7 separate regions of the Mus musculus genome follow, and regions 1, 2, 3, 4, 5 and 7 are each linked to region 6. The links are chromatin contacts, called in public HiChIP or PLAC-seq and promoter capture Hi-C maps. All regions are on one chromosome and are shown on one strand. The core of a region is the stretch at or near the end of the contact, and the rest is flanking DNA. Distances in the headings are between cores, read along the strand shown. Region 1 has its middle 68 kb from the start of Gm30041. Region 2 overlaps Lrig3 (leucine-rich repeats and immunoglobulin-like domains 3). Region 3 has its middle 38 kb from the start of Gm29944. Region 4 overlaps Gm29944 (a long non-coding RNA gene). Region 5 has its middle 50 kb from the start of Gm30041. Region 6 holds the start of Tafa2 (TAFA chemokine like family member 2). Region 7 has its middle 9.2 kb from the start of Gm29944.

What was found. Promoter capture Hi-C pulls out the DNA fragments that hold promoters and counts their contacts. HiChIP or PLAC-seq counts read pairs in DNA pulled down with a chosen protein or histone mark.
Region 1: a contact with region 6 is called in a promoter capture Hi-C map of hippocampal neurons, with 13 times the contacts expected there. The contact joins the enhancer-like site here to the promoter of Tafa2 in region 6. A contact is called at or near these places in 9 of 39 promoter capture datasets (the 3T3-L1 cell line, the C10 cell line, the SN4741 cell line and 6 more), 2 of 115 datasets of contacts at active chromatin or transcription factors (embryonic forebrain and stem cell-derived neural progenitor cells) and 1 of 9 other capture datasets (embryonic stem cells).
Region 2: a contact with region 6 is called in a promoter capture Hi-C map of hippocampal neurons, with 17 times the contacts expected there. The contact joins the enhancer-like site here to the promoter of Tafa2 in region 6. A contact is called at or near these places in 14 of 39 promoter capture datasets (the 3T3-L1 cell line, 3T3-L1-derived adipocytes, the C10 cell line and 9 more), 16 of 484 Hi-C or Micro-C datasets (the C2C12 cell line, Sertoli cells, adipose-derived mesenchymal stem cells and 12 more), 6 of 115 datasets of contacts at active chromatin or transcription factors (astrocytes, embryonic forebrain, embryonic hindbrain and 3 more) and 2 of 9 other capture datasets (adipose tissue and liver).
Region 3: a promoter capture Hi-C map of liver shows a contact between it and region 6, with 8 times the contacts expected there. The contact joins the enhancer-like site here to the promoter of Tafa2 in region 6. A contact is called at or near these places in 8 of 39 promoter capture datasets (the C10 cell line, the SN4741 cell line, cranial neural crest and 4 more), 1 of 484 Hi-C or Micro-C datasets (nephron progenitors) and 1 of 115 datasets of contacts at active chromatin or transcription factors (stem cell-derived neural progenitor cells).
Region 4: an H3K4me3 HiChIP or PLAC-seq map of craniofacial prominence shows a contact between it and region 6, with 20 times the contacts expected there. The contact joins the enhancer-like site here to the promoter of Tafa2 in region 6. A contact is called at or near these places in 4 of 39 promoter capture datasets (3T3-L1-derived adipocytes, cranial neural crest, maxillary cranial neural crest and 1 more), 5 of 115 datasets of contacts at active chromatin or transcription factors (craniofacial prominence, embryonic forebrain, embryonic hindbrain and 2 more) and 1 of 9 other capture datasets (embryonic stem cells).
Region 5: a contact with region 6 is called in a promoter capture Hi-C map of second pharyngeal arch cranial neural crest. The contact joins the enhancer-like site here to the promoter of Tafa2 in region 6. A contact is called at or near these places in 8 of 39 promoter capture datasets (the 3T3-L1 cell line, cranial neural crest, frontonasal cranial neural crest and 4 more) and 2 of 115 datasets of contacts at active chromatin or transcription factors (embryonic forebrain and embryonic limb bud).
Region 7: a promoter capture Hi-C map of the SN4741 cell line shows a contact between it and region 6, with 6 times the contacts expected there. The contact joins the enhancer-like site here to the promoter of Tafa2 in region 6. A contact is called at or near these places in 9 of 39 promoter capture datasets (3T3-L1-derived adipocytes, the C10 cell line, the SN4741 cell line and 6 more) and 3 of 115 datasets of contacts at active chromatin or transcription factors (embryonic forebrain, embryonic midbrain and embryonic stem cells).

The regions. Positions count from the first base shown.
Region 1 is chr10:126,159,582-126,163,793 of GRCm38.p6, reverse strand. No RefSeq gene overlaps it. Among named protein-coding and RNA genes, the nearest start is that of Gm30041, 68 kb to the right of the region's middle. Within about 2 kb of position 2,308, at least 10 of the 459 cell types and tissues checked have an H3K27ac peak or open chromatin away from gene starts, as enhancers often do. A contact at or near this core is called in hippocampal neurons, where this site is marked.
Region 2 is chr10:125,995,333-125,999,085 of GRCm38.p6, reverse strand. Lrig3 (leucine-rich repeats and immunoglobulin-like domains 3) reads right to left here. Exons shown (of 19, transcript NM_177152.5): 5 at 3,509-3,652; 6 at 2,328-2,471; 7 at 1,881-2,024; 8 at 1,339-1,482; 9 at 56-136. Among named protein-coding and RNA genes, the nearest start is that of Gm29997, 17 kb to the right of the region's middle. Within about 2 kb of position 1,860, at least 18 of the 459 cell types and tissues checked have an H3K27ac peak or open chromatin away from gene starts, as enhancers often do.
Region 3 is chr10:125,898,931-125,903,111 of GRCm38.p6, reverse strand. No RefSeq gene overlaps it. Among named protein-coding and RNA genes, the nearest start is that of Gm29944, 38 kb to the left of the region's middle. Within about 2 kb of position 2,346, at least 10 of the 459 cell types and tissues checked have an H3K27ac peak or open chromatin away from gene starts, as enhancers often do.
Region 4 is chr10:125,919,507-125,923,760 of GRCm38.p6, reverse strand. All of the region lies in intron 1 of Gm29944 (a long non-coding RNA gene), which reads left to right. Among named protein-coding and RNA genes, the nearest start is that of Gm29944, 17 kb to the left of the region's middle. Within about 2 kb of position 1,415, at least 15 of the 459 cell types and tissues checked have an H3K27ac peak or open chromatin away from gene starts, as enhancers often do.
Region 5 is chr10:126,142,426-126,146,605 of GRCm38.p6, reverse strand. No RefSeq gene overlaps it. Among named protein-coding and RNA genes, the nearest start is that of Gm30041, 50 kb to the right of the region's middle. Within about 2 kb of position 2,260, at least 38 of the 459 cell types and tissues checked have an H3K27ac peak or open chromatin away from gene starts, as enhancers often do. A contact at or near this core is called in second pharyngeal arch cranial neural crest, where this site is marked.
Region 6 is chr10:123,262,398-123,266,174 of GRCm38.p6, reverse strand. It overlaps Tafa2 (TAFA chemokine like family member 2), which reads right to left and starts at 2,099. Exons shown (of 5, transcript NM_001252387.1): 1 at 634-2,099.
Region 7 is chr10:125,945,763-125,949,954 of GRCm38.p6, reverse strand. No RefSeq gene overlaps it. Among named protein-coding and RNA genes, the nearest start is that of Gm29944, 9.2 kb to the right of the region's middle. Within about 2 kb of position 1,459, at least 29 of the 459 cell types and tissues checked have an H3K27ac peak or open chromatin away from gene starts, as enhancers often do.

The sequences.
Region 1 (4,212 bases), core at 1,059-3,558, 2.9 Mb before region 6:
CGAGGTTCAAGTCCAGTTTGTGAGACAGTGGCATGCTGGATTATGAACAGTGGAGGCTCACATCTGTCCCCACATGAAGGACTTAGGGCAGAAGTAAAAAGCTTCCTGAGAACGTTGTGATGGAGTGATGAGCTTCCTGTAAGGATGTGAATCTGCTTCTCCCAGCCCACCACCATCTGGTCCTACCTCCCCGCTTCTCATTGTGATGAAGATCAGGGCATCTTATCTTCTAGGCCTCTGATACCCTTCAGTGTAACAAACAGCATGGCCCATTTCAAATCACTCTGAACCAGATTACAAATAGATAATTTGCAGCATAGTGAGCAATCAGCTTTGGAGCTGTCTAGAACTTCCAAGGCCCATGTGCAAATAGAGGTCTATTTGTTTCTAACATTTTTAGAATCTCTTATCTTCAATGTGATAAGTACAGGGGAAAAAGTCAATATACATGACCATGACTAACAGAGGACTCCTTCCTAATGTCTTCTTAAAGTCTAAGGGACTTGGATCCACCTATGCCAAGCAGCAGAAGTAGGGTCCTGATGTCTGCTGCCTAGTCTAGAGCTTCATGGCAGGGCTTCTGAAGGAGTCAGGGTCAATTCTGCTGCTCTACCACATACCACTGTCCACTCCCAGCCACTTTTTAAAAAGATTCAGAGCCATTGAGATGACTCAAGGCTAAAGGCACTTGTCTCTAAGCCTGTTGACCTAAGTTCAATTCCCAGGTCCCACACAGTGGAAGGATAGAAATGACCCCTACAATCTGTCCTCTGACTTCCACACATACTCTGTGACATGCATGTGTACAGACAGACAGACAGACAGACACACACATAGGCACACACAAAGAGACACAGACACACAGACAGACAGACAAAAAGACAGGCACACACAGACACACACACAGACACATGCGCAGGCACGTGCGTGCGCACACACAGATATATACACACAGAGTCATGACAGGCAGGCAGACAGACACAGGCACCCACACAGATACACACAGACACAGACAGACACAGGTACACACAGAGACACAGACAGACAAACACAAGCACAGACACAGAGACATAGGCACACACAGCCACACACATATAGACACACAGACTCATACAGGCACAGACAAACAGACAGACACAGGCATGAACACACACATACAGACAGACAGACACAGGCATGAACACACACATATACACACACATATACACACACAGACACATGCACACACAGGCACACACACAGATACACACACAGAGACACAAACAGGCATACCCACAGACACACACAGAGAGACAGATGGACACAGGCATACACACACAAACACACACACAAACACAAAGTTAATGTAATTCAGTTTCTTTAAAGATGCACAACTATTCTTCCTGCTTTCCAGCTCCTGAAGACCTTTCTTTATATTCCTCTCCTTTCCTGGTCCTAGAATAGTCTCAATTCTGAATTTTAAAATCAACAGTTAGGAAGAAAGGCTCTTACTGAGTATCTTTGTCTTGGGCCTTATACCTTAAATCCACTGAGCCCAAAATATTTTCTCATCTTAATGAAGGAATACAAGACTGCATTGAGATCAAAATACAAATTGCTATCTCAATAAACCACCATGCCCTGATTCTCAGAAATTCGAGGCTGTATATTTTACACAAACAAGGTGCCACAAACCTATTCTTAGAGAGACCTCCACCTAAAATCACCATCTGCCAGCATCCCGCTGCCTCCTATAAAGAGCTTTGTAACTACTAGAGACCAGCTGGTCATTTCTCTCATTATTCAATGCAAAGATGTTCTAGAAAGGAGCACAACATGAAATAACATTTCAAAATATAACGCCGCATCAAGAAAAAAAAAATCCTAAATGTCGACTGAATGCATTTTTTGGCCATGGGACTAAAAACAGCTTGTTGGAACTCATTGTGTTTGTTATAACTAAGCCATTCTGGAATGATTTCTCCTTTTCCAGTGTGTAATGGTTCATTTCATGCATGGAACAACTGTAATGAAACCAACCCTTTGCTAAGTCTTTGCCTTTTGGCTTTAAATTGCAATTAAAATAATGTTACTCAGATCTCGGCTATTCTCATCCCTACCTCTGGTGCTTAGGTTCTGGTATCTCTCTAAAAGTCTTTCCTCATTCAGAAATCAATTTTAACGAAGGAATGCATGAGAGAGAAACAGATAGCAATCCAAAAACTCAGAGCTGCAAAAGGCTTTTAAAGAAAAGCAACACACAGCATGAGATGAATGGTAGGGAACAAAAGGCTTGGGTGATGGCCAAGACATACAGTTGCAGGCAACCAACTCAAAGGTGTTAATAAATTTACATCCGATTATGAGGACAGTCAAGGTCACAGGTCATGGCCAAATGGGAAGTGTTTGAAAATGAAACAGACAGCATTCCTGCTGGTGGTAACGGGCATTGGTTAGCAGTTCTGTTTTGTGAATTCTGGGACCATACAGAGCTATGCAGTAGGTAGTAGCTAATCTCCAATTCTCCAAATGGACCAACATCTGGGACAGTCTCCATTCCTGAATCCCAGACATGGATGCCATGGGAAACTAGGTCAATAGCTTCAGAGGTCAGGAGAGACCTGGCCTCTGCCATTGTTGTTGGGAAACCAGGCTCCTAGAGCGGTTCTTCCTCCCAGCTTTCTGTCCCTTTACTGTTGTCTTCTCTACACTCTGTTATGGAGACAGGTCCAATCTCTTCCCTCCATCCTTAGCTGCCCTGCATCCCCCAAAACACCTCCATCTGTAATGCAAATATGAGCATCATGATATCCTTCACATCCCCTGCTTGCTTGTAGAAGGGAATCAAGGCCACTTAGTATGGACTATTTCTTTTAAGATCTCATCTGTGGTCTCATTAGGGACTACGCATCAGCCTCCATCTTTTGTTGGGAACTTGACTTGTGTGCGCTCTGGTATCTCGCTATGCATTGCTTCCCTTCAAGGTCTTCCAAATGTCCATTTCCATTTCCCTCTGGCAGGGAGTTTGAGCTGCAGAGGTAGGCCTTTTCATGATCTGTTGTCTGTCTTTTCAGTCTTGTTTCTTGCCACATCCAGTTCTTCATGTCTAGCTCTGTCCTATCTGTGTGGAGCTCACTTATTACCTACACACTTTTCTCTTCAGTTACCCACACCTGCTAGTCCTTGCTCCCTCCCAGTGCACTCTCCTCAGGCCTTAGGTCCACGACGTCTGCCTCAGGAAGCTTTTGCAGTTGCCAGAGCAACTGGGCATCTTCCCATCACCTTCATGACTGTGTTTTTGTTTCATTGACACGTGAGTCACCTGCTCACCTTGCTTGAGTTGTCCTTCAGCTTATAGTTTCATGATGACACAGAAGATTCTTTTTATGATTATTTCTCAAGGTAGAAGACAGGAGAACTGGTAATTATTTCTTAATAAGAGGACTATCAAGTTAACTTAGCTGTAGGTGATTTGCATATTTAAGTTCCTTTTTGTGGCAGGGAGGGGTACCAAGGCAGTCTTGAACATTGGTGCCAGAATGAATTCCTTCTACATTAAGTTATTCACGTGTATTACCCCCATAACCTCTGACTGCTTTACATTAACCAGCATGCATGAGACTATTTTCAAATTTTTAAAGCTGCATTCAATTTAAAAAAAAAATTAGTCATTTGAAAAGGCAAATCTGTGCCACTACTGTAAGCAAAAGAGCAGTGTTTGTTATAAATATTACCACAGATTGATACAAATTAAAAGCAGTATGCGAATATTAAGAATTATGCATGGGCATTAATATTAAACAATCTGCATATATTTTGAGCACATGTCTATGCACTTGCCACGTTTTGGAACCAATTTTCGTCTTTTAGAATCCTCTGCGGTCGTCTGTTGAGCTCGTCTTTGTCCTGCACTCTTCACCGTGTTGTTGAGTTAAACAGGGGACAGATGTAAGCTGTTCTTATGGAGTAAGAGGCTCCCTGGGGAGCGAATGGTTACTGGTTGTACTGGGTTTTTTTGGGGGGTGTGTGTTGTTATTTGTTTGTTTGTTATGGTTTTTGTTTTGTTTTTGTTTGTTGGTTAATTTGTTTGTTTTGGTTAGAGGAGTCATCAGGTGAAGGGGTGAGGCCAGAAGAAATCTAGGGGAGAGCCCTTCACTGGAGAAAGCTCTGGAGAGCTGAGTTTACTCATAGGCTTCACAGAGAAGAACAAGACCAAAGCTATCCTAAGAAGCT
Region 2 (3,753 bases), core at 611-3,110, 2.7 Mb before region 6:
CTGACTTCAATGAAGACAGCAATTTTAAGTCATAGAGTAGGCGAATCATACTCACAGTTGCCTCAATCTGTCCAGCCCAGAGAATGCCCCACTCATGTCTTCGATGGTCCATGAGATTTCATTGTTCCTCAGATCCCTAGGGAAAACACGGGTATTCTCTTTAGAGTCACTTTTCAGAAACTTTAGCTGCTACCCAGGTGGTGTCCTATTTGTAACAAAATCCTCCGAATCCCCCACCTTCACCCACTTCAGAAGAAGAAACTCAGTTCTCCAAGGTGCCTTTCACATCCTGAACCCTGCACTCAACACTTTAAAAACTTCCCCCAAATCAAGACAGTAACCCTGGCCCTGTTAAGTGAAGGTGACTAAGCACTCACGTCTCAAACAACTTGAAATATACATTAAAATTTAAAACCAAGTTCCTTCCAGTAAGTGGTGGCGCACGCCTTTAATCCCAGCACTTGGGAGGCAGAGACAGGTGGATTTCTGAGTTTGAGCCCAGCCTGGTCTACAGAGTGAGTTCCAGGACAGCCAGGGCTACACAGAGAAACCCTGTCTCAAAAAAAAAAAAAAAAAGAAGAAGAAGAAGAAGAAGAAGAAGAAGGAGGAGGAGGAGGAGGAGGAGGAGGAGAAGGAGAAGAAGAAGAAGAAGAAGAAGAAGAAGAAGAAGAAGAAGAAGAAGAAGAAGAAGAAGAAGAAGAAGAAGAAAAGAAAAAAGAAAGAAAGAGAAAAGAAAAGGAAAAAGAAAAACAAGTCCCCATCACAAAGACAGAGAAGAGCCAAAGCATATAGCATGTCTTTCCACTCTAATGGTTCAGATGGGACAGAGCGCAGGGTTTCTGAGTGCAAAATCCTGAAGCCCACATTAAATTAACATTGGAGAGATTTTTCAGGTCAGTTAATGCAATGCTTTTCTTCCTGAGGACAGAAATCAAAGGGTGGGAACCAGAAGAATAAACACTCGGCTCCCTTCAGGCCCTTTCTATAGTTCTTTCTGCTGCGTCTTGTTTTTAATCTGCATTTTATAAAGACAAAACTTAGTGGACTTAAATCTTTCTTTTTTTTTTTTCTTCAGCAGTTCTGAACTTCCTAGCGATGCCGTGGAAGAGGGACACTGCAATCACCAGGCACGCTGATCAGCGTCCTTTTAAAATCCCTTTAAGAAACACACATGGATGAAATAGATCTATTCTAATCAGACTGCTCTGGGAAAGATTAAGAGCCCACTTTTGAGGCTGTACACATTTCCTCAACAACAAAGGAAATCTGCTGGGAGAAAAGTGGGCACATTTAGGAACCAATTAGGCTCGTGTACCAAGAGCAAAATGTGTAACTTACAAAGTCTTTAAACTGGTAAGCCCCCGGAAGGCACAGTCAGCAATGTAGCTGACTTTGTTATTCCCAATGTGGAGGGCATTTAGTAGGCTTAGGCCCAGGAAGCTGGAATCGTCTAGCCTTGATAAGTGGTTGAAAGTCAGGTCTCTGCAAAAAACAACAACAACAACAACAACAAAGCTTTTATCTTTCCATTCAACATAATAATCTGTTTTCTAAAAAAGAGGTAATAAATGTAACTACAATAATCCTGTTTTAACATTCTGCCTTACAGTAACCAGGTAAACATTACTCCTAATCCCAGTAATTAAAATTAAATAAATAGTCCATGAAACAATGACTACTTCTGTCAACTCGACAAAGAACTGCAAAGAGAGGCATTGGCTCCAAAGTATCACAGCCGAAAACACAGCATCAGGGGCACACAGAAAAGCGGCTGTCGCCTTGGCAACTTTGTTGCAAAAATTTCACAGGTCAATGGTAAGAAACTCCTACTCCAGCAGGATCCCTGCTCTCGAACCTGAGGAGAATAAAAGGCAACTTACAGCTCACTGAGTTTCTGGCAGAACTCCCAGGCATCCGGGCTGATCCTGTTGATGGCGTTCTGGCTCAGATGAAGTTCCCGCAGCATCAACAAGCCATAGAGCCAGCCTTTGGTAATCTCGGTTAGGTTGTTATGGTCCAGCTGCCTGCATGTACAATGAGAACCAAGGGTGGGATCCAGAGTTCACGATCTACTCTCTTCAAAGCCATGCATAGCTGGCTGTAAGCAACTGATGACATATCCCTAACACGCCTAGATAGTCGGCTTTGATATATAAGGAGATCAGCAAAAGATTCATGCAGTTCACCTGGAACATGACTAAGTAATTATAACTATGATTGTATAGCATGAGAATCTAATGAGGCTTTTCAAAGGAGAGCTACCAGGTGTCCACTCAGTATTTGGGGGTCAGTGTATCTGAGTGGGAACTTCGGTAACCCACACTTACAGGACTTCCATGTTGCTCAGCCCCCAAAAAGCTCCATCCATCAGCTTTGTCACTCCGTTTCTTTGCATTTTCAGAGACTTCAGTGCACCAAGTCCTTGGAATGTGAGTCCATCCACGTTCTTAATCTTGTTTCTGTTCAGCTCACTGTGTTGGACATTACAATTAAGCCGTTAATTCATGTGACAATTAAATTCTAATGGTAAGAAAAACGTGTCATACGCTGCAATATATTTAACCCAGTCAGTGCTAAAACTGCAAGAATGTTTTCCATTTCCCAGGCACTTTATTGACAAGGATTTCATTTTTTTCCCCTCCAATTTATTACAGGGAGTGAATGCCTATGTAAAACACGATATATATATATGAATAATATAATAAAGGAAACACACTAGATTTTCATTTCTAAATGGTTGTCCACTCAGGATAGTAGTCAACAAATTTATATTCAGCCTTTGTTGATGCAGAACGAGCATGATAACCATCCCAGAAAAGCAGGAGGGGTGCCGGGGAATGGTGTAGAAATCCTGCCCCGCGTGTATGCAAAGCTCTACCATCATTCCCAATTAACGTTCAGTTTGGTACCTTCCTGCAGGCTGCAACACTTTCTATGTCTGCCAAACACTAGAACCACCTAGGGAGCTCTAAAAGTTCTCGAAGCCCGAATTGCAGCCCCCAGAGGTTTTAGTATAATTGGTCTAGGGTGAATCCTGGGCTCTGGGGTTTTAAAAAGCTCCCCAAGTCTCTGTAATGTGCAGCCAAGGTTGAAAAGTGCCGTTGCGGGAGCCTTGTTCACAAACCATTCTACCATTCTTAACGAGACAGTTCTTTACTGCCACTTAGGCTATCAAAGCACCCTGAAGTTGTTGGTATTATTCTCATAAACCACAGCTATGGAGAGACGCTGTGGTTTCCTCAGGTCCACAATGGCACCTTTGTGAAGGGGCAGCAGAGTGATCACCCTGCTCCTTCAGCCACCATCTAGCATGTCCTGTCAGGCAGCTGCTGGCATGAGGTAACTGGCAAGCCTTTTCCCAATCAGGAGATTCCACCACTTGCGCCATGAAAGCGAGGATAGTCACGTGCTTGCCCCTAAACTTCTCCTGTCCCACTGTGGGCATCAGACCTGGACCCCAGAGGCTCAGAGGTGAGAGTGTGATGTCCTAGAGGCCATGTTCACTTACAGGTGCTGCAGCTGAGGCAGTTTAAACATCTTGGGAGGGATGGCTGAGATGCGGTTCCTGTTCAGCTTCAGCACCAGGAGCGTGCTCGCCAAATTGTCAAAATACCCTGGTTCCATGGACGACACTCGGTTGTTATTGATATACCTGTTGAGAGTTTGAAGGTCAGCCGAGGCTTGCTCAGGTTTCTTCGGGAAGTTAAAGTGCTTTCAATCTCCCCACTGCAGAGACTCTCCAGTGACCATAAG
Region 3 (4,181 bases), core at 1,097-3,596, 2.6 Mb before region 6:
GGTACTGTGTCAGCCTTCATCAACAGCCTTCTTAATAGAATGGTGTTCGATTCACCCAAAATTACTATAGAATAATTTAAAGAATTAAAAATTTTAAACTGTGCCACTGGAGCACTACCTTCATAGTTTGCCTCCAAGCACAGACTCTCTCCACTGACCGGCAATTCCTGGGTGACACTGATATTCTTGGGTGGATGCAGAAAGGTCTTGTCTCTCAGTGAACTTTACCTTTGTTATGCATTGTGGCTTCTGACGGCCTATGTTCTCTGCTAACTACTGACATAATGCATGACAATGCATGCTTCGGCTTGTTCCAAATCTCGAGTTGTTGTAAATCCAAAATTTAAAGGTAGAATACTTTTGGCATGTATTTCCAGTTTTTAATGTGTTATTTCTTAAAGGCATTCTTTCCTTGAATCCTTAGAGAGAAGGTCATTACAGAGCCCCATGCCACACATCTGATGGTGATGATCCCGTGCTTCACATCTGATGATGAAAATCCCATGTCTTACATCTGATGGTGAGGGTCCTGTGCCTCACATCTGATAGTGAAGACCCCACTCTTCCACAGTTCAAACCAGATCAGGTTCCTTTTAACTTTGGACCCATGTCTCATGACACTCATTTAAATAACAGTCTTACCTGGTCATTTAAAAAGATCAGTAAATGCACAGTGGGTCTTTTTGAAAGGAAGAACGAGAGAAGCACTGTATCCCCAGCCTGTGCCTAAGGACACAGTTAATAGTGGACCCTGGGGATATTTCCTTAAAATATACTGTAAATGTAGAAAAAGGACTGCATAGCAAGATTTGTTCAAAGCTTTTATTCATTTGTACCATAATAAAGCAGGCAATCGAATAACATAAATATTTCATGGGGTACTTTTGTGTGTGTGTGTGTTTGTGTGTGTGTAGATGGTAGAATTCTCCTAATACAAAACCATATAATAGGAGGCCTCTGTGAATTCATGGAAATGCAAATTTAGGTTCACATAACTTAAATATTTAAGAGAGTAATACAAATAACTTCACATGGTGTAACATACAGAAGTGGAAAAACTGCAAAGAAAAAGACGTGCAGCTTGCTAAGAGGAGGTATGTGCTTCCAGACTCATTTTGTGAGAGCCAATGACACTTTTGAGATGCTAAGAGAACATGAGCAATAACAACCATGGCATTCCAATATGTCATGTTATATTTCACAGAGTAATCTCAAGTCATATCAGAATATAAAGGATATTACAGCTATCCATTGTGTCCCCTGGGTGGCAGTTCCCTTTTATTATATCATTATTTTAAATAATATATTGCATACCTATTTTATTAAAATATATTTATATTGAAATACTAAAATATAAAATAATGTGTAAATATGTGTGCCTATACATGCACTCACGTATACTGTAAATTTGTATGTGCGCATCTGTTTTATGGGTGGACTTGGGATCCTTGAGGGATTCACACATGCTTGCTGAATTCTGCAGCACTGGCTGTTCTCTACTGAGACTGTTTTATATTATGGATTCTGTGTAGAAAATCTAAATTACGTTCTTCTTTTAACAGTGTAGTTAAAACAGAAAGATGAGGACAGGGAGTCATTTTGACTTTAAGGTTAGCCTCGGTGACATAGTAAAATCTAGTTCATCTCGGGCTGCCATGTGAGCTCTAATTCAAAAAACAAAGCTAGACAAACCAAAAGTTAGTGGAACCCATTTTTTTCTAAATGAGGATACATTTCCATGTAGCTGCTAAGACCTGGAAGAAAACTAGAGAGAGAGAGAGAAAGAGAGAGAGAGAGAGAGAGAGAGAGAGAGAGAGAGAGAGAGAGAGAGAGAGAGAGAGAGAATGTAGTGGGGAGGGAGGGTGGAAGTTAGGGCATGCTGTATTCTTTGTTATACTCTGAAAACTACCGACCCTGGTGGGCAAATTAGAATGAGTCTTATCTTGAAAAGAGAAAAATAGAAATGCCTTGTTTAATTTACACTGGAAAGGAATACTCTGTCTATCCAGTGGGCCCCACAAAAGTACGAAAAAGGAGCAAGAACACAGAGAGTTAAAAAAAAAAAAGAACTATCAAAATTCACTAGAAAGAGTTTACCAAGTCTATATTTAAATACAATGTCCAGCAATGTTATGGATACTGAAGACACACAGATAATATTAGGATCAAACTCTGTTCCCAATTGCTTTCTGAGCCATGTGCTTCACATAAAACAAAACCAAACAGCTTTACAAGAGGCAAAGATGTGGGAAAGCTACAGGATTTGTAGAGCTGAGGAGCATAATCATGTAACACAGACTGGAACAAGTGAACCAACCAACAGCAACCACAGGAAGTGGAGCAGCAGACAGGAAGTGGAGCAGCAGACAGGAAGTGGAGCAGCAGACAGGAAATAGAGCAGCAGACAGGAAGTGGAGCAGCAGACGGGAAGTGGAGCAACTGACAGGAAGTGGAGGAGCAGACAAGAAGTGAAGCAACAAACAGGAAGTACTGGGATTAGAGAGAGTGTCCATCTTTGTTTGTTTGTTTTTCGAGACAGGGTTTCTCTGTATAGCCCTGGCTGTCCTGGAACTCACTTTGTAGACCAGGCTGGCCTCGAACTCAGAAATCTGCCTGCCTCTGTCTCCTGAGTGCTGGGATTAAAGGCATGAGCATCTTAAAGGACGGTCAAGGTAGAAGGATGGCTGTGGACAGAAGAACAGACATGTCATAGGTCACTGTCCAGTCTGTCCATCTGAGGTTCAAAAGATGAAAATTAAGGTCAGGGAGTGGGTAAGAAATAGGGCTGTGAGGGCCTGGCTGCTTGGTCTACATTTCTGCCTTTTCATTTAAAAAATGGCATGTGGGTGTATAATATATGTGCACGTTTGTGTGTGTACCAAGTTGTGTGTGAATATAGGTACATATGCCATAACCCATACATAGAGAATACAAGATAACCTCAAATGTCAGTCTTATCTGTTACCAGCTTTGAGGGTGAGGCTTTTTGTTCTCCTCTTCTTATGCAAGGAAGTTTTCCTCAGAGCTTCCAAGGGCTCTCCCATCTCCATCTTTGATTTCACCATATAAATGCACACAGCCGTCTTTACCTGGGGACTGGGGATTCTAAGTTGTGTCCTTGCATATGTGCGGCGAGCTCTTTACCCACTGACCAGTTCTCCAGACCCCTCTCCATTTTAAAATGACAACCAAGGCCTCCATTATCAGGACCATATGAGAATGAAACCAAAGAACAGATGGAAATTGTTTAGACTCGTGCTGCCTTGTGACGGACTGTAAGAGAGGAGTCCACTTGCCTGTGATCTTCTTTCTGGCCATGTCCGCCACTTCCCTTCCATTCTGCAGTGTGAAGAGTTCTGAGCCATAACTTTATTTCTAGGAACTCTCTTGTCATTCCCCCCATTATTTTAGAAACTTACAGCTGCAGAGAAGGATGCCAGATGCCAGAGGTATTTTTAAAACCCATCTTTTCTCAGTGCGAATATGTGTGTGTGTATGTGTGTGTGTGTGTTTGTATATTTTTAGAAAACATCTTTTTTCTTGCATCCTCCCTTGAAATAGTTCCTATGCTTTTGCAATGGTTCATTTTTGTTCAGATATTGTGTCCTAAGCATTGCTCTTTCCATGCTCCAGGAGTGTGAGAGGAGGTTCTCCCCCTCCCCCTCCCCCTCCCCCTCCTCCTCCCCTTCCCCTCCCCCTCCCCCTCCCCTCCCCTCCTCCTCCCCATCTTCCTCTCCCTGTCTCTTTGGTTTTCCTGTTTTTCGTTTTCTGTCACAGTGTATCCTTGGCTGGCCTGAACTCACCCTGTTTGTAGGTCACCATGCCTGGCCAACTCCATTGTTTTTTGTGCTATTGTTTCTTTGTTTGTTTGATTAATTACTTCTTGTTTGCCTTTTGGACTTTTCTTTTGCTTTTTAAGTATGACAACTCTTTTCTTTAAAAAATGATCATTAAGTTTTATTTATTTGTCCAAACAGGTATGTGTGTATCCATTTGCCCTCACATGGGTACCTGTGTGGAGCTCAGCAGACAACTTGTGGTCTTTGCCTCTTTGCTTCTATCGTGTGGGCTCTGGACATGGGGATGGGGATGTCAGGCATGGGTGCAAATGGTTGAGGTCAAGTGACTTCCTTTTGAGCCAGAAACACAGACCCTGAGGAGTCTTTTACTCTTTCTTTTTT
Region 4 (4,254 bases), core at 166-2,665, 2.7 Mb before region 6:
ATATGGTTTTAATTTTTTCTTTTTTGTACAGTATTATAATAATGCAATTAAATTCTACATTCTACATTTTTTCTTGCTGTGTTTCTGTATTTATTTTATTGATGATTGATGTATAATTTCCAAGCATGTACTTTTCTCTACACATATTATCTGTTCAAAGTTTTCTATGTGTGGTTTCCCTTTAAAAGTAGCATTTTTATTTTTAACTAAATTATGTTTTGTATATTCAGGGCAAAGATGATCTCCTTTGATAGTCGCTTACAATTAATGATCTATGTTCTAAAGTTCTTAATGGATTAACATTTGAAATTAAATGAGTTTTGAAAACTGTTTATAAAATATTTTGATGAGAGTTTTTTAATATGATGGAGGCTGAACTTTTTAATTAAAAGCAAACTCTAAATTTTAAACTCATTTTTAATTTTTCGTATATTCATTTTCTTATTATTTTGTGGAAAGCTACCAAGTTCTCTGGAAAGCTTATTGAAATTATTAGTCTTCAGTAGCTATGATTTTTATGATAAAGATGTGGGATTTTGGCATAACTCCCTCTTGGTTTTTCTGAATTGCACAATGAATGACAGGAAACATAAGAGAAGATAACATAGACTATTTGTATAGCTTGTTTGGTTTTTGTTTTTGGTTTTTGTCTTTTTGAGACAGGGTCTCTCTGTGTAGCCGTGGTTATCCTAGAACTTACTATAATGACCAGGCTGGCCTTAAAATCAGAGATCTACATGCCTCCACCTCTCAAGTGCTATGATTAAAGGGATGTGACACTACCACCCTGATAGATTATTTATAAATATACTACAAACACATTTAGAGCCATACTGCCTCAATATCTTTCTCAAGGTCTTGTACATCTGTGCCATAAATCCTAGCCATATGTAATATCTTTCTGAACCTTAGTACTTTAGCATTTTAAGGCAGAGTTATTTTCCTCTGATCAAAGATTGGAGACAGAATGTCTCCTGGTCTAACTTCGTTGGAGTGTTATTCTTCAGTGGTGTCTTTTCCCACTTTGACATCTGGTAACGGGGACCATAGACAAGAATCATCTCCAGCAGGGAAGCCCATATTTTGTTCTCCATCATAAAGAGGACTTCAAATGAGTCCAGACCTAGCCATAAGCTTCCCGTCTATTTTAATATGGCACATGCTGAATTCACTTGGGGTCATCTCTGCATTCATCGGCCTAGAAGCCGTGATCTTGGTCCGTGGTTTCCAAGAGTAGATTTCTGCCCTCTCCAACCCTCCTCCAATATTATTTTCTTTGAGCTAGCCTGTCCAGCCCAGATCTTGAGTATAAATAGCTGCTAGTTTGCATTTCTTGAGTACTGGTGCCCTGCTATTGCTAGGTTATGTGAAACCCTTTCTTGTGTTGAACACAAGACGCCCCTGATTATTGGTACCACAGATTCTCACATTCTTAATCAGTTCCACCTGGCCAATAAACAGTCAAGCCAGGGCAGCTTCTCTTCTTCGTGGGTTTTCTACTTTATGGGTAGTAAAGCTGTCTTTGGTGTGATTTAGGAATCCCTTTGATGCCTGCTAGTTTACTGTATTGATATTTCAGGAGTGTTGGCAGTTGCAGCCAAGACTTCACTAGGGTCCCCGTGAACTGTAGCAGTGTGATAGTCTGAGTAAGTCGTAGGGGACACAGCTGGGAACATTTCTTCTTTTACCTAACCCGACAGGGAGACAATTAGAAGTGTTCTTGTTTCAACATGCTAGGTCAGAGGTGGCTAGGTCCTTTTCAAACCTAGAGGAAGGAACAAAAGAGATATGGAAGATGATAGAGAAAAAGGAGAGGAAAGATGAAGGATGCTTTTGAATGCTGTGAAAATTGTGAATTGTGTTTTTGAGATGGTCCTGCATTCAAAGCCACTGCTGTAAATCAATCTGCTGGTCTGCAAGTTGAAAAGGAGCAAGAGGAGGGGGAGGAGGGAGAGGAGAGGAGTGGGGAGGAGGGAGGAGGGGAAAGCTGTGCCTCCTGTAATTTCAAGGAAAGAGACACATTGAGACCATTCTGTCTTCCCTTTTCAATCTCCAGGCTTGAGGTCTTTTTATTTTCACTGTCTGGTTTGGGCCACATGTCGCTGCTTCTTGGGGGACGTGGTTTTTATTTTTATTAGTCTTTTATTTTATTTTATTTTCTAACCAATATGTGAAGGGCTTTTGAAGTGGAAAGGATTAGATAGTGTGAGAGGTTAGTTCACCCATACGACGCATACATAAAGTGAGAACATTTTAAGGATTTGCAAAACTTTGCATGGCACGTTTATTTTAAGCAATGCATTTAGATCATCTTTACCAAATAATTGTTACAGTCCGAACTGGGTTGAACCAGTTCTATAGCACAGAGCCTTTCTTTGTGTTTTCGGTAGATATCAATCTGTAATTAATTATTTGGGTCACTTCTTGAAAAGAATGAGTGTCCTCAGCCTTATCATTACATTTATTATTACGTCATTCTCATGTGTTAATCACAGGGAGTATTAATTATCCGTATTTATAGAGCTGAGGGGTGTTCTGTAGTAGCTGAGAGAATGCTCCTGCTCCAAGGTTAGTCATTCAGCAAACACACGGGCATTGTCATGTCTTAGAGATTTAAATTTTCTTAGTACCTTTCCTCAAGTACATTAAATATCTTAATGAATTTTTAAAATACTTGTATAATTAAAATATTACTCAGGTTAGATTTATTAATTCATCTTGCAGATAGCGAGAAAACTATTAGAGATAGACCACATAGTGTGTTACGAATGGGCACAATGTATATGTGTCTGTATGCATGTGTGTGTGGTGTGTATTTATGTATGTGTGTGTGGTGTGTGTAGTGTGTGTAGTTTGTGTGTATGTATGTGTGTGTATATATGTGTGTGTATGAATGTGTGTGTGCTCTGTGTATATATATATGTGTGTGTGTGTGTGTGTGAATGTGGTGTGTGTATTTATGTATGTGTATATGTATGTGTGTGGTGTGTATGCATATGTATGTGTGTATGTGTATGTATGTGTGTGTATGTGTGTGTGCATGTTTGTGTATGTAGTGTGTACATATGTGTGTATTTGTGTGTGGCCTGAGTGTGTATGTGTGTGTGGTGTGTGTGTGTATGTATGTATGTATGTATGTATGTATGTATGTATGTGTGTGTTTATGTGTGTGTGTCATATGATTCATTCAACATCTACCTAGAAACTACTATAATAATTACATCTGGCACCACGAAAGTAATCATTCACATGGATTTCATTCCCTTAGTCACTGTATGGTATTAAAAAGTGATAGATTTTCAAACAAATAGTCACAGAAAAGAGTGATCCTGGTGCAGCTGAGACAGACAGGCGCCCTAGTGATCCTGGGGCAACCGAGACAGACAGGTGTCCTAGTGATCCTGGGGCAGTTGAGACAGAGCATCCTAGTGATTCTGGGGCAGTTGAGACAGGCTCCCTAGTGATCCTGGGGCAGCTGAGACAGGTGCCCTAGTGATCCTGGGGCAGCTGAGACAGGCGCCCTACTGATCCTGGGACAGCTGAGACAGACAGGCATCCTAGTGATCCTGGGGCAGTTGAGCCAGGCTCCCTAGTGATCCTGGGGCAGCTGAGACAGGTGCCCTAGTGATCCTGGGGTAGCTGAGACAGGCGCCCTAGTGATCCTAGGGCAGCTGAGACAGGTGCCCTAGTGATCCTGGGGCAGTTGAGACAGGCTCCCTAGTGATCCTGGGGCAGCTGGGACAGGCTCCCTAGTGATCCTGGGGCAGTTGAGACAGGCTCCCTAGTGATCCTGGGGCAGTTGAGACAGGCACCCTAGTGATCCTGGGGCAGTTGAGACAGGTGCCCTAGTGATCCTGGGGCAGCTGAGACAGGCTCCCTAGTGATCCTGGGGCAGTTGAGACAGACAGGCATCCTAGTGATCCTGGGGTAGTTGAGACAGGCACCCTAGTGATCCTGGGGCAGTTGAGACAGGTGCCCTAGTGATCCTGGGGCAGCTGAGACAGGCTCCCTAGTGATCCTGGGGCAGTTGAGACAGACAGGCATCCTAGTGATCCTGGGGCAGTTGAGACAGGCTCCCTAGTGATCCTGGGGCAGCTGGGACAGGCTCCCTAGTGATCCTGGGGCAGTTGAGACAGGCTCCCTAGTGATCCTGGGGCAGTTGAGACAGGCACCCTAGTGATCCTGGGGCAGTTGAGACAGGTGCCCTAGTGATCCTGGGGCAGCTGAGACAGGCTCCCTAGTGATCCTGGGGCA
Region 5 (4,180 bases), core at 1,011-3,510, 2.9 Mb before region 6:
AAATAGGAGTGACTGTTGAAGACCTTATGTAAATAGAGCCAAGGGCTGTTGGTACCAATTCCACAGAGCTTGGTATATGACACTGTTATCTGGGGAGGTGGGGGGGGGGGGATAATGTGCTCATTCTTACCCTGAAATGAAACTCAGCCTTGAACTCTTAGTTAGTCCCTACACAGCCTGTGCACTCTTAAGAGTGTTGTGGCTTGGTGGCACATGCCTTTAATCCCAGTACTCAGTAGACAGAGTCAGGTGGATCTCTGAGAGTTCCTGGCCAGCCTGGTCTACAGAGTGAGTTCCAGGACAGCTAGAGCTACAAAGAGAAACCTTGTCTCAAAACAAACAAACAAAAAAGTGTTCTGATTCTGCAAAGAATTTTAGCTCCACTCTAGAAACATTGTTAAGATAAATTATATGTGTGCATGTGTGTGTGTGCATGTATGTGTGTATGTATGCATGTGTGTACGTGTATGCATGCATGTATGTATATATAAATGTACGTATGTATGCATGTGTATGTGTGTGTGTATGTGTGTATGTACGTATGTACGTATGTATGCATGAATGTATATATTGCTACTGGAGCCTGACTCAACATCTCCAGCCCTGTGGCATTTCAGGACACAGTTGTAATGGAGCTCTCTCAGCAGAAGCCACTGCTGAGGAAATGCTCCCCTGAGCTGTCCCCTGAGCTGTCATCAGTTTCCAAGTCAGCTGACTGGCTGGTAGGTGGAGTTTGCAATGGCTCCTCTAAACCAAGCTGTGTTTCAGAGCTGACCTTTGTAGGGTGGCAGAGAAGCAAGATGTCAGCCACGGGGTAAATTAAGCCTCCAATTTTCCCTGTTACCCCTCCTCTTAGAGGTCTTTCTAACTCATAGACATCCTTGGCCATCGAGTTAATATTTCACATCAGGTCCTTCATGATTGATTTAGAAAACCCATGGTTACAATGGACATTCAGCCTCACAAAGTCAAAATGGCCGCTTACTATCACAGCCAAACCCTGTCTACATCCCACTTTCTTTTCAAGGTATTTAAGCAACAGAGCACGCCACTTCATTTCTCTCAAAGACACACAGTGCTAGCCCCCTATGGAACAAGACTATGTATGCAGATTCTTCTGAAACTGGGAATGCTGTAAAAAGAGCTGTTTTTTCTATTATTTCTTCTCAAACACAGTAGATTAGGTAATGCTTCAATAGTTCACTGCTATTAATCTTGTTATTATGTGTATATAGATGACATGTTAAAAAATCAGAAAATGGGGAGTGACATCTATGTCAGTCAAAAGGGTCATCGTAATTCATGAGGTGAACTATTGGTGCACTCTCTTTCATCGTTAGCACACTCCTCAAGTTACTTTCATATATGTGGCCCCTGATTACGAGTTGCTTACGAAGTTGAGCCTTAATTATCCTTCAGTCTAAATGTGAATTTTATTTTTGTAAATTCTGCCTTGACAGTCTGATTCTTTTTTAAGTTTTAAAAAAAATGCTCTTGTTTGCTTGAAGGGCATTTGCAGAACTCCGTAGCTCTGGAAATGTAACCTCTTTCCTGTCACTCGGCTTAATGGTCCGCACATGTTTTCTCACTTAAACTTTGCCTCATTTGGCTGTGGTTTCTTTCTGTAGCCTTTGAAACCATTTCTAATGGAAAAATGCAGCTGTGAGCGATATTTCCTAAAATGTACATGGAATTAATTTTCCAGGCATTTTGCGCGAGGGCCGGGGGTATCTGGAGGAGAGACTTTGCCAAGAGGCATTTTCATATAAGCAAACGAAAGCGAGCAAGAGAGAGCAGGACGGTCATTTAAGGGAGTGAGCGATGCTGTGGTGCAGAGAATGGTGGCCAGGGGGAAAGGGAAGAGGAGAGAAGTCATGGGAAGCGAGGAAAGCCATACATATCCTGTGGAAAGGGGGAAGAGAAAGGAGAAAGAGTGGGGATGTAGGAGTTCCTAGAAGGGTGGGAAGAGCAGCCCCTAAGAAAGAAAACATTGTCTCCTGGATCTGCTGTCATTATTTAAAAACTGATTATTCTTTGAAAATCGCACTTGTGTATATAATACCGCCAGTCAGTCATTTCACCTCATGGCCCCTTCTCATCCATCTTTCTCCGTGACAAACTCCACTCCAATTTTCACGTGTGTTTATCTGTTTGTTCTGCTTGTTTGTGATCCACTGAGTTTAATTAGGGTTGCTTTCATGAACACGGATGGCGTTATTTAGTGGAGCAGCCTGCAACATTGACTACACCCTCAAAGAAAATTTCTCTGCTGCTCTAGCAGCCATGCACCGCATCCCCACCACCAACAGCCTAAGTTTCAAACCAGCAGCCTGCAGTCTGTCTTCTAAAACCTTGATTTCTATGAGATCGACCAATCTGTCGGATATAAATAAATCAGTTTCATTTTAAAAGGTCACCTTTAAAACTAGCATTTTAAAATGTCGTTATTAAGATTCTTTGTTTTTGTCCACAGTCTTCTCTGACCTCATAGTGTTTGTAAGTTAAAAGCTGGTGTATCACACAGGAGCTTCGCCAGGCACAGCTGATGAACTGCGCATGCTCAGGAAACTCTGACTCCACAGGTTGTGCGGCCAGCTCCAGACTGCGGAGACTCCCTGTGTCTGCTCCCTCTGCCAGAGTTCCTACCTCTCATTTAGGAAGTTCTCAGGGCCGGTAGCCGAAATCCAAAACACATAAAAGAAACAAGATGCGTTCTTATTATGAATGTGGAGTTTGGGTGGTACGTTTTTCCAGAATTACCAGTAATTCTGACAACACGTAAGCTTCAAATACACAAGGTGTATGTACTCACTGTTATATAATATTTATTGTATTAACATAGTGCAATGAGATTAATAATGTGTAGGATAATTAATGCAGGACAACAGGTTTCACGGTTACATATTTACGATCATTTTATACATATTATAATGATGTAGATGGCTTTACAGTTGGTCAAACTGGTACACTTCCTTGGCTCAGTACCATCAAGAAATTATTTTATGAGGATGCAGGCTGTGTAAATATTTAAATAAGGTTATTTAAATACTGGAGGATACTGCTCATGGACAGAGAACAAAGTGAAGACCGCGGAGAGACTGGTGTAAGTGAAATAAACACGAGTGATTATGTTTGCAAAATAGTCCAAACTACTTTTGAACTGTATCCTCAAAAATTGAAGCTCAGAGAATTAAAAAAAAAATGTAGCTGAGTTCCTTCAATAAGCTAGTGCCAAATATCAAAAGGTGATTCTTATGAATATACCACAGTTCAGGTGCAACTTCAGTAATTCTAACGCAATTATAGTACCACAAACTATAAAAATTCACAACTGCACATAGTGTGAAAATATGTATAGGTTCTGAAATAGTCTGAAATGATTTCCCAGGGGGCTGGAGGGGACAGCCTAAAAAACATCAACCGTGCTTACTTTCTGCCTGTCTGTTAACCATGTTCTCAAACTCTGACTCTTTGCAGTTATTATATTTGATATTTTTGTATGTGGTTTTGCTTTCGTTCTTCTAGTGTTTTGGCTTATTTGATTGTTTGGCACCAGCTTTTGTACAGCTAGAGGAATTTATATAAACTGATCACACTGAGTGATATTCCCGGACACGGCCGAGTCTCCTGCAGATTAATAGCTCATCCCAGAGGAAGAATTTGTGCTGGAATCACAGAGCACGCCGATGTGCTGAACCCTGTGCATTGCGAAGCCGCTTTAAAACTGGAGAGAGTGAACGCGAGGGCAGCTGTCCTACGGATCCAGTTGTTTCTGGGTCTTGTATTCACAGAACTGATTTTTCTGATGTTCCCTGGAGCTTGAGACGATGCACAATAAAAGGAAGGAATTCTTGGCTTGCAGAGCTGACTTAGAGCTTTTACCCTGCTCCCTTTTCTTTTCCCGGGGAGATGGGAAGAAATATAAAGTCCCAGCTTGGTAAATCAACGAATTAGGAGCACAAGTGACTCAGTCCCAGGCATAACCAAAAAGCACAACCATCGCGCCAGCGTTTGGTGCCCCCCACAGTACCAAAGATGGAGCCCCGACATCAGTCTATACCCTAAGTCCTCTAGAAGCCTTAGACCAAGCACCACTTGTGCAGGGAGCCAGAGAGAGGAGAAGTGCCCCGGACTCTCAGTTGAGGGTTTGGTTGAGCCCTCTCCTTTCCTTCTGTGAGGG
Region 6 (3,777 bases), core at 850-3,349:
CCCAGAGCTAAATAAACCTTTAAGCGGGTGAGGCCCCGGAACTTATGAATGTGATTCTTTGTGGAAATAGTTAGAGGTGGACGAGTCAATATTCTCCTGGAAACGCCCACCCTCTGCAGACAGGCCTGGGAATTAACTAGTCAGAAGTGGACAGAAAGTAGACATTCCAGATGCGAGAGCTTCCCGTGGACCATCACCCCTCACTGATTTCTCCCTTGACTGCGACCCCCCCCCCCAACTGCTTATGAAAAGTGTCAGATGCCCACCAGCCAGGACTGGTGAGGGATCCATTTGAACCCCATTTCGGTCCTCGCCTGGGTCTCTCGCCTTCTGAAATAAGATGGACCCTGCTCCCCAAGCCTCCTGCCATGGCTCTGTCCCCCTCCGGGCGTCCCTCTTCCCCGCCCCTATCCTCGCCGTCTGCCGGGAGGGGAGGGGGCAGGAGGATGCCGACTGCGGGACCACAGCTACCCTCATCTTGGCCTCCTGGGACGAGCCGGTTTCTGCCCCCGGGCCCAGTTGATAGTCAAGGGAAGAGACAGTACTGGTGAGGGCTGTGGAGGCGCGCAGACCTCGCGCGGCCACTGTGGTCCCCAAAGCCCGAAGGCCCCCGAAGGCGCGGCTCGCACCTACCTGCAGCCGGGCGTCCCGGGGGCGGCAGCACCTAGCGATGGTCCGGTAGCTTCCGCGGGCCGACGCCAGCCTCACCGCTCCTGCATCGCTTCCGAGATGCCGGTCCGCTGGCACCATCCAGGGGCATAGGGACCTCAAGTCCGCCGGTGTGTGTTCGCAGAGGGCGAGCGAGTGTGAGTGCTGCCTCCTCCGAAGGCTAAAGGGGGGCTCGGCAGCGTCTTCACCTACAAGCTGGGGTCCCCCTTCCCCGAAGCAAAAGGAAGGTGCAGCGCGCGAGGTCGGTCCCCGGGCTCTGCTCTTTATCCCACAGTGTCAAAGTAATCGGAAGGGTCGTCGACCGAGGGGGAGAGCCAAAGTCTCCGCAGCCCCCGGCGGCGCCCGCGGTCGCCCGCTGTCCCCGGCGATGCGCTGCGCGCGGTGGTGCGCTCGGCTCCCGCGACTGCGAGGATCCAGGCGGGCTCCAGCCACCGCCGCTCTTATTCCATCTCCGGTTTGTTTGCTTTGAGCGGCGAGCGAGGACTTTTCCTCTCGCCCCGCGTCGGCTCTCCCTTGCACACAAACGCGCGCGCTCACACGTTCCCCCTCTCCCGCCCTCCCCCGGGTTCTCTAGGGAAAGGCAATTGGACGCGGTGATTCACCTTCAGCAGAGCAGCCTCCGCCGCCGAGCACACTCCTCGAGTTCCCCGGCTCTCCCAGGTCTGCAGGCTCCCGGTGTGGAGCGGTTCTGAGCAGGCTCGCGGGCTGTGCGCTCGGCCGGCGTCCTCCCCGGGAGACGCCTGCGTTCCCGCAGCTCGCACTCGGGTCCCGCGGGTGCCCTCTCGGACACCTGGGCGCCGTCGAGTCGCGTCCACTTAGCAGCAACTCCCGGCCAGCTGCAGCCCCTCGATCGCGCCTCCAAGTGCAGCCGGTAGAGCTCCTCGCATCCCACCCGCCGCCACTCTCCGCATCGTGTGCTCCAAGGGAGGGAACCCCTCTGCTGTCCCCCCAAGTCACGAGCGCGCCGGCACCTTCACCACCTTGGAGGTGCGAGTTCCAGCAGCAGACACAAGCGAGCAGGTGTCGCCTGTGTCACTTCGCCAAAGGCGGGAGTGAGAAAGAACGGAACAAGGGGAGGGGCCCGAGGAAACAAATCCAGATCACCAGAAGAAAAAAAAAAAAAAAGCCAAAAAATAAAATAAAATAAAATAATTTTAAAAAGCAATCAAAGCTTCTCCCTCTCTGAGTCCCACCACAAGCTCTGTACTGTTAAAATACACTAAAGATAATGTTCGAAAGTCACCCCAACGGGCAGAGCCCTGCTAGTCCACCCTAGACCCCTGTTCCACTCAGCGGGCTGGCCGTTGGGAGCGACTGGCCCCACTGTACAAAGCACAGAGAAGGCAGGCAAAGATGGGTTCTGACACTCCAGGCTGAGTTAAGCAGTAAAATGGGACGGCTGGACCGGGAGGCTTTGACTCCCTCTGTCTCCCTCCCAATTCTGTCAGCAGTGGCTGCAGATGCTGAGAGCAAACCACCTTCCTGCAGAAAGAAAAAAAAAAAAAAAAAAGTATAAGACAGCAAACGTTGCAAATGCTGGACTATGTCTCCCTCTAGCGGTAAATCTGGATTAGAACGCTTTGCCGGCTGTCACGGAGACTCATAATTTTTCTTCCAAAAAAATAAACAAGAATTTTCTTACACTATCCGATTTAAGAGGATTTTGAATTTCTACAACTAACAAATTCTGACAGAGTCAAAGTTAAGGGGGTTTTAACACAATCCCATGATAGCATATTCATTGCTAAAGGAATATCCTAACTTTACAGAGATTTCAGAGACAGATCCTAGAAGGTCATGTCCTTAAGGTTTGGCCAAATTGGGTCCTGGTTTAAGCGGTGTACATAAGATCTTCCAAGAAAGGACTTCTTAGACTCAGCTCATTTTGATCGTGCTTATGAATGAGAAAACATTTAAGCTAGTGGTTAGGATAGTACGAAAAATGAGTAAGACTTAGACACAATGAGAGAAAATGTCGACTCTGGAACGCTTACTCAGGGATCTTGTCTGTAACTGACTCCTCTCTCGTTCCACTAGGTTAATTTTTCAAACTAGCTAAATTCTCCCCAGGTCTAAGTAGTTGTGTTTCCCCAGCCCTGAGTCATTGAAAGATTAGCATAATTCTTTCCACCATCTATAAACTACCACTTATTACCATAGTTACTAAGAACTAAGGAATATGTTTTAGCTGGTGATTTTATGGTAACATAATTTAGCCTTATTTTCTATCTAAAGGGTTTTATGTAGTTGATTTGGGAGGGCTATTTTAACAAAGCATTCCTGCAAATTTTATTAAAAAGATTTGTTACGTCAGACACAACTAAGCTAGGCACACCTGTAACTTTGCTGTTTAGAGTTTGTGAACATTGTCATTTAGTGGGAGGTGTGCCTTAGGCATTTGTGTGCTTTTAAATAGAAAATATGTATCAAGGTCATGATTAAACAGTTTTCTATTCATTTTGAATTTTTTATTTATTCTTTTCTAACTTGATCATTGTACTTAGTCTACTCTTTAAAAAAGGCAATAATTTACTTTTTCAATTGGGAGTAACTGAAGCAATTTCAAATAAAAATCCAAAACAAAATAATATAGGGTTTTGAATTTTAATCGATTGTATCTGGTAGGTTTGTGAGACTCCGGGGCATGGCAATCATTGTGCACAACATATCTTCAAATGACCTCTTTCAAAAGACCAGTGTCTCGTATGATTAAAGACTTTTATTTTATCACAATTACATGGTAACTCATTTCCTGGGGGAACAAGGTTTTTTGTTGTTGTTTTTTTTTTCTTTTTAAATAACCTGGCACTGTTTCATTGCAAATCTTACTGTAATTTTCTGTCTGTTGATCAGCCATAGATTTCAAGCAAGAATGACATTAAAACCTGTATTCTTCACTATAAGGAAAAAATCATTTCAACATAACTTCAAAACCCTGGCCTTCCCCCATCATCTTTCTCGTGTCTAATTCTTAAGGGTCTTTATGGTTTCATGAAAGCCTATCAATTTATCTTATTATTTCTGCTGCTAAAATGTGGGGCATTTAAATCTTATTTTTTACAATTTAATCCACTGTATTTGTACAAGCACATTAAAAAGTTAGTAAAG
Region 7 (4,192 bases), core at 210-2,709, 2.7 Mb before region 6:
CAGAGCGCACTGCTTCTGTGAGTCAAGGGTATACAAAAGTGAAGCCAAAGTAAAACGCAATTTGTTCAGGATAAAGGGGTGGGGGTGGGGGGAAAGACACAAGGTTGAGTTTCAGGTGACCTTCGTGTGGTGACCGTAGTGAATTCATGAAATCTGTTCATACAGAGCACAAGCATACCAAGAAATCCGTGGGTCTAGACTTTCCGTGTCAAGTTCCGGTGCTCAACTGGAGAGAAATAGCCAGGTGATTCCGTGTCAAGTCCCTGTGTCTCAACTGGAGAGAAATAGCCAGGTGGACGGTGGCTGTGAGAACTCATGTGAATAAGGTTGGGTGGTGGAAACCATGACAGGGTGGTGGGGCAGGGCGTGATAGCTCAGAAAGAGTAGGTCAAACCGCATATACACCAAACTGAGTGACAAGGACTAAGAGGTGGCCATTGCTCGGGCTGTGGGGTGAGTCCTCGGAAGAGAGATAGGATCTAAAGTGGAATAGCATGAACGAGATAGAAGAAACTGGAAAGCAGCTTCTACCCACCAGGTTCATGCTTTGTCTTTATGACGTGGAAAAGGAATCAGGAAAGAAAGATGGTTAAAACCTCACACTGGCACTAACTGGTTAAAGCAGGTCCAAAGGATTGGAGTTGGTGGGGGGTTGGGAGGGGAGGGAGGTGTGGGCACCCCTGCTGTGCGGAGGAGACCTCACAGAAAGGCTTTGCAAACACCTCCTAATGCAATCGCCCTCTCCCCTCCCTCCTCTACAAACTGAAACCTGTGTTTTAACTACTCTGGCTGGCATCGGTTCACAAAAATAATTAACATTCCTCAAATTAATAAGTTCTTACTCCTTTCGCTTTTGAGCTGGCTGCGGGAGTTGCGGCCTTTGCTGATCGATGCTCCCTCAGTGTTGGCTTGCCTGCCCTTTCGGCTTTGAAATCCCAGTCTACTTTTTCTCTATCCTCTGGCAGTGCAGAGCACTGGATGCTTGCCATGAAGGCCCCAGAGTGAAATTCCATGGGGCTTAGACTTTAAAATCAGATCGTCTGAGATATCCTCCGAATTTGGCAACAAAACCCATTTAAGGTGTATTTTCTTTCCTTTCGATGGATAACGCGGGCCAGGACCCAGCTGTTTTATGTCATCGTAAGGCAACAATGGAGAGAAAAGTTAATTTTTTTCACTGATATATTTTAAATTATTTTGTATAAATCCCTCTGTAATTTTATTTTTAAAATGCAGTTTATTTTAAAACAAGAGCCAGGGGGTTGAAGCAACATTCGCAGGATCGTGGGGTCCATCAATAACAAAGTGGAGTGAGAACGGATGGGCTCCCTGGTAGATCCAGAGTTACATGGCCAGCAGCTGCTGAGATACTGCAAACAAACGCATCATTTCTTTCCTTCACTCCGTTTTCTTTAAAAAAAAATAACTGCACTCTTTGTCATCCAACCTCAAGCAGTGGGTCTCGATGCTTCTGAACGATAGAATCTAGTCTGTCTGCAAGTCTTGCTATCTGCTTCTGTGAAGGGAGCTGGCTGCCCAGTGAATGAAATCCAGTTTTTGCTTGCCTCAACTGCCATCCTCTAAACCAGCTGTAATCGGTTCATTTTGTAATTATCCCCTCTGTCAAGAGAATTAGTTTGAAGGGCTTCTTCAGTCTCTACATTGCGTGGTCAAAAAAAAAAAAAAAAAAAAAAGAAAGAAAGAAAGAAAAGAAAAGAAAAAAAGAAAAAGAAAGAAAGAAACCATGTCCCAAGCAAGGCGCAAAGCAATGAAGATATCCAACAAACCTATTTCAGAACTGGTACGTTATTTGTCCCAGAAGTTGGTTAGTTTTAGTTTTATAAATTTAAATATAAAACACATGAAAGACTCTTTTGAATGTGGGCCTCTAAGCTTCCCTTAGAAGAGGAGGGTCTGCCTCTGTCAACTGAATTAAACATGACATGGGATTCCCAGGGCAGAAATTTGAGCTTTTCAGAGAGCACGTTAGGTGGTTGGACTGAGGGGACAAATAAATCAGAGATTTGGAAAGCTTATAGTTCTTATCAGGTCTTATTTATACTCTTGGGGGTGGCAGCTTGTAAAACAAATTAAGACGCCCCATGCTGTTCTCTGACTCCCATGATACTTTGCCAGCCTTGTCTGTGGTGATAACCCTACAGGGTTAAGTTCTGTTTCAGAATGGGGAGTCCTTTTCAATACCTCGGAGCCTTTTCTTTCTCATGAGTGATATTTTTAACGCAAGAGTACAACTGAACAAAACAGCTTGTACCCACTTCTGGCGGTGTTAGGGTATGGGTATGCCTTCAAAGACTAGATGTAAATAAAGTGTGTCAGTTAGGAACGGATCAATCGGACACTTATGTGATCAGGAGAAGGCTTAAATGATAGCTTAGTAGCTTGGAGGATCCGTCTCAACCCAAGAAGCTGAAGTCACGCCTTAGAAGTCACACACATATGCTAGAAGTTTGGCCGGTCGCATACGCTCTTCATTTGCCGTGGATGGCATTCTTGAGTATAAGCTTTGGATTCCAAGGTTTGGAAGTTGTCACCGTGAGACATACTTTGTGTCTTCAATGGGTGTGTCTATTTTCACAGAATTGAAAGTATTGCCCATACTTGTCCAAAGTTGATAAAAGACAAGGAAAAGTATGACTAGAAACCAACATTCTCATATTACGCCCTCTCTGCACAAGCAACCCTGTGAATACCTGGGACTTCTGTATTTTAAAAACATCAGTACAGGAGCTGGATAAATGATTCACGAGCACTGGCTGCTCTTTCAGAGGACCTGAGTCCAATTCCCAGCACCTACATTGCAGCTTACAACTGGTTGTGACTCCAGTTCTATGGAATCTGGTATCCTCTTCTGACCTCCACTGGCACTAGACAGGTAAGAGGTGCTCAGGCATACATGCAGGCAAAACATTTGAAATGCAAAAACAAATCATAAAATAATTAAAACAAGTGTTAACAGAAATCAGTCATATTTTTAAAACGTCAGAACTGTCAGGGCAGCACGAAATGAAAACACGGCAGCATAGTAAAACAATAGTGAAGTAATTTTGAAAGCAGTCAGCATCCACCATGAAAAAATAACAAGAACAATAGTGTGCTTTATATAAACACTTCATTTGATTTACACACAAGAAGGGATATTATGCATAGGACTATTACTGTGCTAATGACTAAGACACACAAACGCTCAAGAGCGTGGCTGGGCATGGAGTGTTTGCACGTAAAGCTTCTACTACCTTCTACTACCACACCTATATCTTCTATTACCACATATACACGCTCAGTAATATTTAAACCATACTTTAGAAATGGTACAGCTTTCGTCCCTTTCCACAGACTTGTAAGGATCTCCCGTGCTAGTACTTCATCATAATTGGAATTCCTGATATGCAGTTTAAAGTAGCTGCCTACTCTTCGTAGGCCTTTGATAGAACAGTAGGGCTGTGGTGGATTTAGATTTATGTAAATGTCAGTGTAGCTTTATCAGGGCGGTGTTCTAGAAATACAACTCCTATATTGAAGAGAGAGAGAGAGACAGACAGAGAGAGAGAGAGAGAGAGAGAGAGCAGCCTTGTCTTGTCCCTTATTTTAGTAGAATTGCTTTAAGTTTCCCCCCATTGAATTTGATACTGGCCATCGGCTTGCCGTATAGTTATGTGACTTGTAGCCTTGATCTCTCCAAGACTTTTATCAAGAAGGGATGTTGGATTGTATCCAAGGCTTTCTCAGCCTCTAATGAGATGATCATGTGGATTTTTCTTTCAGAGTGCTTATAATGGTGGATTACACCAGTGTACTTTCACGTGCTGAACAATCCCTGCATCCCTGGGTGGGAGACAGGGTAGAGAGGGGAACAGGAGGGATGAAATGTGGGCATGGCTGAGGGAAAGAGATCTGGGATCAGTGGGAAGCATCTCTGGGATGAGCTAGAAACCTAGGACGATGGAAATTCCCAGTAGTCTGTGAGGGTGACCCTAGCTAAGCCTTCTAGTAACGGGGGATATGGAACCTGAAATGGCTACTTCCTCTAACCAGGCAAGACTTCCAATGGAGGGACGGGGACACCAACTCAGCCACAAAACCTTAGACCCACAATTTGTCCTGCCTGCAAGATGCACAGGGTTAAAGATGGAGCAGAAATTGAGGGAATGTCCAATCAACGACTGGCCCAATT